Linked DNA regions of Pan troglodytes: region 2 is linked to region 1. Evidence: chromatin contacts called from public capture Hi-C data. All regions are on one chromosome and are shown on one strand. Each heading gives the region's core, a stretch centred on a gene start, on an enhancer-like site or on the middle of the called end of the contact. The rest is flanking DNA. Distances are from core to core; before and after follow the strand shown.

The links. Capture Hi-C pulls out chosen DNA fragments and counts their contacts.
Region 2: a contact with region 1 is called in a capture Hi-C map of stem cell-derived neural stem cells, with 4 times the contacts expected there. The contact joins two enhancer-like sites. A contact is called at or near these places in 4 of 7 Hi-C or Micro-C datasets (blood, induced pluripotent stem cells, a lymphoblastoid cell line and 1 more) and 1 of 1 other capture datasets (stem cell-derived neural stem cells).

The regions. Positions count from the first base shown.
Region 1 is chr21:43,802,055-43,805,775 of NHGRI_mPanTro3-v2.0_pri, reverse strand. No RefSeq gene overlaps it. Among named protein-coding and RNA genes, the nearest start is that of BLCAP, 38 kb to the right of the region's middle. Within about 2 kb of position 1,900, at least 5 of the 24 cell types and tissues checked have an H3K27ac peak or open chromatin away from gene starts, as enhancers often do. A contact at or near this core is called in stem cell-derived neural stem cells, where this site is marked.
Region 2 is chr21:44,223,815-44,227,535 of NHGRI_mPanTro3-v2.0_pri, reverse strand. All of the region lies in intron 7 of TTI1 (TELO2 interacting protein 1), which reads left to right. Among named protein-coding and RNA genes, the nearest start is that of TTI1, 45 kb to the left of the region's middle. Within about 2 kb of position 1,950, at least 12 of the 24 cell types and tissues checked have an H3K27ac peak or open chromatin away from gene starts, as enhancers often do. A contact at or near this core is called in stem cell-derived neural stem cells, where this site is marked.

The DNA of each region.
Region 1 (3,721 bases), core at 651-3,150:
CGAAGGTTGGCCTCTGGGGGCCCTGTCGCCAAGTGGATGTGGCGTCCAAAACATAATCCCTACGTCGTGCCTGGACCTAGCACTGGTATTTATTTGGTCCTTTGAGAGGTTTCGTCTGATCCTTTTGGGTAGCCATAGTTTTCTGTTGTTAAGTGGTGTTCAGTTATAACAAAGGACTTGGAGGCAATGTTTTCTGTATCTGTGGCAGCCACAGAAGTTCCAGGCCATGTGCAAGCTGTGTGACCTTGGGCAAACTGCTTAAACTCTCTGAACCTTAGCGCCTTCACCTGTAAAAGGAGACAGCAGGTCTGCCTTGCTGGATGAAAGTGCATCATGCATTGAACATGCCCACGGGAGGAAAGAGAAGGCCAAGTGGGTGTTCACACTGGGGATATGACCCAGTAATGGGGAGCGAGGGAGGCCTCCCCTGAAGAAGTGATGCTTGTGGGGAGACCTACAGGATGACCCCCAGGTGAAGAGGGCCAGTGAGAGAATGTTCCATGAACCTCCCCAGCCTGTCAAGGCAAGGGACACATTTTGGCCATTTGAGCCCCTCTCGTGGGATGGATTCAGAATGAACTGGACTGCCAGCATCTGCCTGACTTATCTTAGCATCATCCTAGGGACCCAAAGGGCCCTCAGAGTCCCAGCCCTCCCCACCTCCATCTCTGCAAGTGCTCGGTGCAAGGACTTCAGCCTCTGGGTCCTGTTTTGCTTGCCAGTTTCTCTTGGTGCTTCCCCCAGCCACTTCCCAGGAGGCAAATTAATATCTTCCTTGGTAGCTGTGATCATTTAGAAATGAGGTCAAAATTAAAAGGTAGCTTGTTTTTCCCTGGCATTTCTCGACATCTCTGACTCTCCAGCAGCCTCTGCTCATGTGTGTCTCTTGGCGCTCCCTCCAAACTCTCCCACCACTGCCTCTTCCCTCACCTGGGTCTGGCCACCTAGAAGAGGAAGACAGGAGTCACCACAGTCCTAGTGGGAAAACAACTACTGGGCTCTGGGGCAGGGATTCCCACATAGGGGCCACCTGAGAGCTTCTGTGTCAAAAGATCTGGGACCTGAGAATCATATTGACCAAAGCTCCCAGGCAATACTGAAGCTGGACCAAGTTTGGAAGCCTTAATCCTTGAGTTCAGAACCACAACCTACCTGCAAAGACAGGGAATACGTAGGGAGGGCTGGATTCCGTCCTGGGATCCCTTACAGCCCATCCCGCGTTTCACACACCTGTCCCCACCTTGGAAAAAGGCACTTCCAACTACCCAAGGCTTCAAGGCAATTTGATTTGATTTGATAAATAAATTAAATAAACCCTATTTATTTATTTATTTGTATTTTTTTGAGACACAGTTTCACTCTGTTGCCCAGGCTGGAGTACAGTGGCATGATCCTGGCTCACTGCAACCTCTGCCTCCTGGGTTTAAGCGATTCTCCTGCCTCAGCCTCTCAAGTAGCTGAGAATACAGATCCGTGCCACGATGCCTGGCTGATTTTTGTATTTTTAGTAGAGACAGGGTTTCGCCATGTTGGCCAGGCTGGTCTCGAATTCCTGACCTCAGTTGATCCACCCACCTCCGCCTCCCAAAGTGCTGGGATTACAGGCATGAGCCACCACGCCCCGCCAATCCTATTTTAAAATACATCCAGAATCCACCACCTCCACAGCCACCACCTTGGTCTGAGCCACCAGCAGCTGTCCCCTGATTCATGGCAACGGCGTCCTCTCTGGCCTTCTGACTGCCCTTCACGCCCTGTCCAGGCCCACTCTCCACCCAGCAGCCTGAGGATCTTATAAAAGGATGAGTCTGATTGTTTTCCTTGCCCTAGCTCACCCTTTCCACTGGCCTCGCCTCTGCACGGCTGACTCCAACTCATCTTTCAGCTCCTGGTTTAAATGCTGCCTCATTAGAGGGAACTCCCCTGACAGCTGCAGCTAAGAGCAGCCTCCCCCTCCTCAGTCGTCCTTTCTGTCTGCCCTTTCTTGGTTTCCTTCACAGGACTTTGTAATTGTTTGTTGGTTTGTTGTTTACTTGCTTGGCACGCTGCCTCCTCTCTCTGGACGGTGGGGTCTCTAGGGGCAGAGCCTCACTTTTCTGTTTACTGCTCTCTCCCGGGCACCCAGCACAAGGCCACGGACAATGGGTGTCCGTATACAGTTCTAGAAGAACAGGAAGGCAATAACTGATTGGTCCAATTCATCGTTTTGAGTCGGGCTGCTTAGGTAAGGATGCTGTAGGCGCGATCACCATCCCATGGTCCAGTAGGCAGGTCTAGGAATGAGCAGGGTCTGGAGGTGGTCATGTCTGGAGAATGCAAGGATGGGATGCCCAGGACGCTGGCCCAGGCTCCCCTTAAGCTTCTGACCTGCGCTAGGATGAAGCCGAAAGCAAGGGAGAAAACTGAACATGCCTGTTCCCTACACACCCATTTTACAGATGAATAAATGGGTCCTCAACCTAGCCCTCACAGTGAGCAACTTCCAGAGGGCCAAGTCCCCCCAGCCCTACCCTCCAGACCTCATCCCTGAGCTGGCGGACCTCCCCACAGCTGGCGAGGGTCTCTGAGGGGACTGAGAGGTCATTGAGTCCAATCCCCCACCTCTGAGCCAGCCTGTGCAGCCCAGGTAGAGAACAGCGCTCCCACTGCATTTCCTAAGTCTAGGGACAAGCTTGGTGCTGTGGAATTTGAGACTGGAATTTAGGAGGTCTGAGTAGCCTCCCTTCTCCTCTCTGGGCCTCAGTTTCCCCTTCCTGGGGGCTCTGGGCGTCAGGCGGCCGGAGCGTGGTCTCTGGGGCCGCAGCCGCTCTCCGCGGAGCGCCGGCGCCCCCTGCGGGAGAGGAACGGAAAGAGCAGGCCGGGCTCTCGCCGCCGCCGCGATTTTCCCACCGTCTCCTCCCAGGCGCCGGGAGGCGGCGGGCGCTGTCTGAAGGCGGAGGGCGGCCTCTTGGGGTCTGCAGCACCACCAGGCCTGGAACCACAGACGAGACAGATTCACAGACACACAGAGACACAAACACCCACCGACCTCAAAGACTCCAGACCCCTAAACCATGCACACAGGTCCACCCACCCTTTCCCCAGGCAACCCCGGCCCCTTCCCGCGGTCCCAGGAGCCCCGAAGAGCAAAGGGCAGCTGTTGGCAGAAGGCGTGGACAGAACTCGGACACGCGGGCCGGGTGTCCTCACGCGAGTGAGTCCTGGAGGCCGCTCAGAGGGTGGGAAGGAGAAGGGGAGGGGCTGGGCCTGCATAAGCCCCCCATACAAGAGACAGCCTGGGTCCCCATGTAACCACCCCGTGGGTTCACCTTGCCCGCTGCCCGGAGACAGCCAGATTTCTCAGAGCTGGCTGGACACGGGAGTTTTATTTGTACTCAAATCGGCCTCCCTGAAGATTCTAAGGCTGGAGTTTTTCAAGGATAGTTTGGCGGGCCAGGAAATGGGTGCTGCTGACTGGCTGGGGATGCAATCCCAGGGGTGCGGAAAATTGTCCTGGGGTGCTGAGTCCGCTTCTGGGTGGGGCCACAGGACTGGGGTGCCACCCGCACCCCCATGCCCCAGCCATTGGTAGTAAGAAATGCCAAAAAACCTGAAAACTTGTCTCAAAAAGTCAATCTTGGACTCTCCAAGAGTGATGTTATTTGCAGGAGTAACCGGGGAAGTTGAGAATCTCGTGGCCTCTGGAATAATGACTGATAATCGGTTACAGCTCCACCTTAGC
Region 2 (3,721 bases), core at 701-3,200, 420 kb before region 1:
AAATCTCGCCCCAGTGGGATTTAAACCCTCCTAGATTCTGGCTTATTTTTGAATTGTCTATAACAGATTGGACCTCTCAGCGCCATATCCTTTTAAATATGCGCAAAGCAATGGAATCATTCCTCTGCATTTATGATACTTTATCTTGTGGCACTTCAGAGGTATGGTTAGCATCATTTGCTTCTACTGGTGTTTATGGTTTTAAGTCCTGCCCTTGTTGCATTTAAATATTTTTGATATGGGTCTCTGTGTGAGTATGCATGTTGGCGTTAGATCGATAGATGAATGGTTTTGAACAGGTAAACATAGTTAAGTCAAACGAGCATGTATAGCTGCAAAGGTAATTGGTAGTATTTATTTGGAGAGTAAATCGTTGCTTCAAGTCATAATCCTCCATTTCCAACATTTAGAAATAAAAAACGACCTCCGTGCAGGGGAAGATAGCTAAATTGAATAGCAAGAAAGGACAGGCTTGAAATACTGGTTAACCAATGAACCGAGACCCATTAGAGTAAATTACCAAGTATAGAAACATAGCCCCACTGCTTGCTGGCTAGGACGCATCAACACCCTGAGCATCCATTTGTTTAAAAGGAAACACACAGCCTCCTTTGCAGCATCAGCATGCACAGAGTGATGGGAGAAGAGATGGCCAGAGAGGAGGAGAGTGTGGAGGCTATGCTGCCAGAGAGGGAACAACGGGAACACCAAAATAACTTAGTGAGTATGCCTGCTTTCCCACAAGTGAGCTTACTTTCCCACTGCATTTAACCGTGCCCACATAGAGAGAGCCTGTATCGTGTTCCTAAGGAGACATTTCTGAGTAACTTCTTTAGAAGCCCCAAATAAGTAAGCAAACAAACAGATCACAAAGCCACATGTTCTTTACCACTGGCATTTACCCTGATGGCTCATGAGAGCATTTTATAAATCCAGAAAGAGATGGAGAACAGCAGATCCCTCAAGCAAGTAATTGACACAGGAAGAATAGCCTGTCACCCAGGAGAGCTGGAAGCCCTGCATTTCAGTTACAGTTTATTTAGCTTCACTGGGCCTTCATTGGCTGGCGCTTTTCTAGATCTCTCTTTGAGCAGATGTTGTCTAGACAGAGATGGTGAGAACATATTCTGTAATATTTGCTCCTGCAGCAGAGCAGAGGGGGTTCTTTTTGGTTTTGCCATATTGAGAGGGTGGGGGTGGGTAATGATCCAGTGCCCATGATTGAAAACTCTCGTGGTCTGTTGGAGCTACCAGGGATCTTAGAACTGGTCTGGTCCACTCGCTCTTTACAGAGAAGCAACTTGCCGTGCCTCTCCTCAGGAAGCCATGCCTGGTGCCACCCGCACATCACTTCTAGGATGGCCCTTGCCACAGTGTGCCATGGGCCTCTGTGATCCCTTAGGCTACCCCAGCAGACAGGGAGCCCTGAGGGCAGAGCCTTTTTTGTCCCTCTCTCTTTGTGCCTCAAGCACCTCAATTAGGGCCTGGGCTGGACCAGGCTTTAGTAAACGTTTGATAAACCATGAAGAGATAAAACTTAAACCCAGCTGACCAGATTCCAGGAGCACGTTTCCTCCCTCCCCATTCCCACCTCCTCGCCCCCAGCTTGCTCACTAGGGGCACCCCCATACTGATCACGAAGGAAGGAGCCACTTCTGGTTTGGCATCTGGAGTTTATTAGGTACTTACTGATAGCCGTCAGTTGTAGATAGGGCTGAAGTGCAGGCAAATGGCTGCCTGCATGGAGTGAAATTCAATAAAACTGCATTTTAAGTGAAAAATCAGTATAAACACCAGGCTTCTTTGCCATGGAAACAGTTGCTTAGAAACTGCCTAACAGCGAGTTCTAAATTTTTTAAAGTCAAGTTATCATTTAAGCTACACGGCCTTACAGGTTATTGAGAGATAATCACTCGCCTCAGGACACTCGGAGGCATGTGGCACAGCTGAGTGCCTCCCGATACTCTGGGGACCAGATAATCTCTTGATAACTGTGCTCTCTGGAGCCACTGATTTGGGCCTGGGGGGAGGAGAAAGAAATTTTTGTTCAGGAGTTAAATGGTGTACATATATTTTTTAAAAAGTGTTTCTCTTTGGGTTTGAAAAAAGATGGAACTGGCCATTTGGCGTGTTCAACAGCCATCCCTGCGCATCGCAAAATGTATTGGGAACATTTTCCAGGCAGTTACCCCAGTCACTTCAAAGCAGAGGTCCTGTCTTTGTCTTCTGGCTTTGGCTTATGCAAAAGGAGTTTTCAACAACTTTGGCTTTCAGCTGTTCACTCTCTGGTTTCAGCTAAGGCTGGGCAGGAACTGGCCCCAGGACAAAGTGACACCAGAGTTTGGAACAAAGCCTGGCGCTAAGGACTCAGATCAGACCTCCTGGGCCTCAGGCTCAGCTCCCAGGGGCTTAAAGCCAACAAGGGTGCGGTTTGGAATTTGTCGTGTTTAGAGTTCAGCAGGCCGCATGCCTCTCGGAGTGAGAGCACAGCTACACTTGCCAGCCATCTGGTTGCATGGCACGGCATTTGCTCCCCACCTCAGGCATGCAGAGGACAAAGTATATTGCATTTGTTTCTTCCTGAAAATAATGGGTGAAATTAGAACATCATTGGCTGAGAACTGGGACACCCCCACCAAGTCAGTATGGAGAAAATTATGAGTGAAACAAAAGACAAATGTTTTGCCCTTTTCAGGGTATCTGAAAATTATCCATGGCATGGTAGTGCTGCTAAGATTGGTGGTGTTAATTATGCCTCAGATTCTGTGTCTGTCTCTCTCTTTCTGGAAGAAAAGAAGGAATACTGTTTTCATCATATACTTCAAAGTGTTGTCCTGCACCTCCTCTCCTCAGAGCCTCAGAACGACCTGTGAGGAGAGTGGGCCAGGTGTGATCATCTTTGGAGAAAGAGGAAACAGGTTCATGAGGCAAAATCACTTGCTCCAAGCCACAGAGGTGGGAGAAGGAACGTGCATTCCTGCCATTCTGGGGCATCTGCCCCTTTAAGAGCAAAGAAATGAGACCCAAAACAGTCCTTCCAAGAGTTTGGCTCTTGCTTAATAAAAGAAGGTGAACTTTGCACAAGTTTTTCCTTTGCTTTTCTGTTAATATTTTATGTGGATATCTTGCAGGGCAAAAAGAGTGGCTTATTTTCTTTTCCTTTCCTGCCAACAAATACGACATTCATATTTAGCATGTTAAAAAGAGCTCAGAAAATGAACATTGCAGCATTTTCATGCTGTGTAAGTCAGAGCGCAGCTATGACTGAACTGGGTCGTGGCACCGCTTTGCTGGGTGTTGCCCAGATAAAAATATTCCTTGAAGCTGGGAGAGCACCATGCTGTAGCTTGAGAAATTGTTCCAGCTCTTGAAAGGGGAAAAAAATCAAATGAAACCATTTGCATTCTAACAGTCTTTGGCACCAGGGAAAACTGTCAACTGTGTCACGTGTAAATAGAAATCTGCTCCCCGCTTTTGGTGCGTTTGTTCATAATTTCCCTTGCCACTCTAATTATCAAAGATATTTTTATTTTTAAACAAAAATTGTCTCCCACGCAGGCCTCATCTTTCTGCGGTGAAGTGGAAACGATGAATTAGAATATTCTAATCACTTCTCCAACAACCACTGTGGAGGTTATAAACACAAGATTATCCTAGCAAAGAAAAGTAAATTGTTTGGACACAGAACAGGCCAGGAAAAAATTCAGTAGGCCAGGCCCGG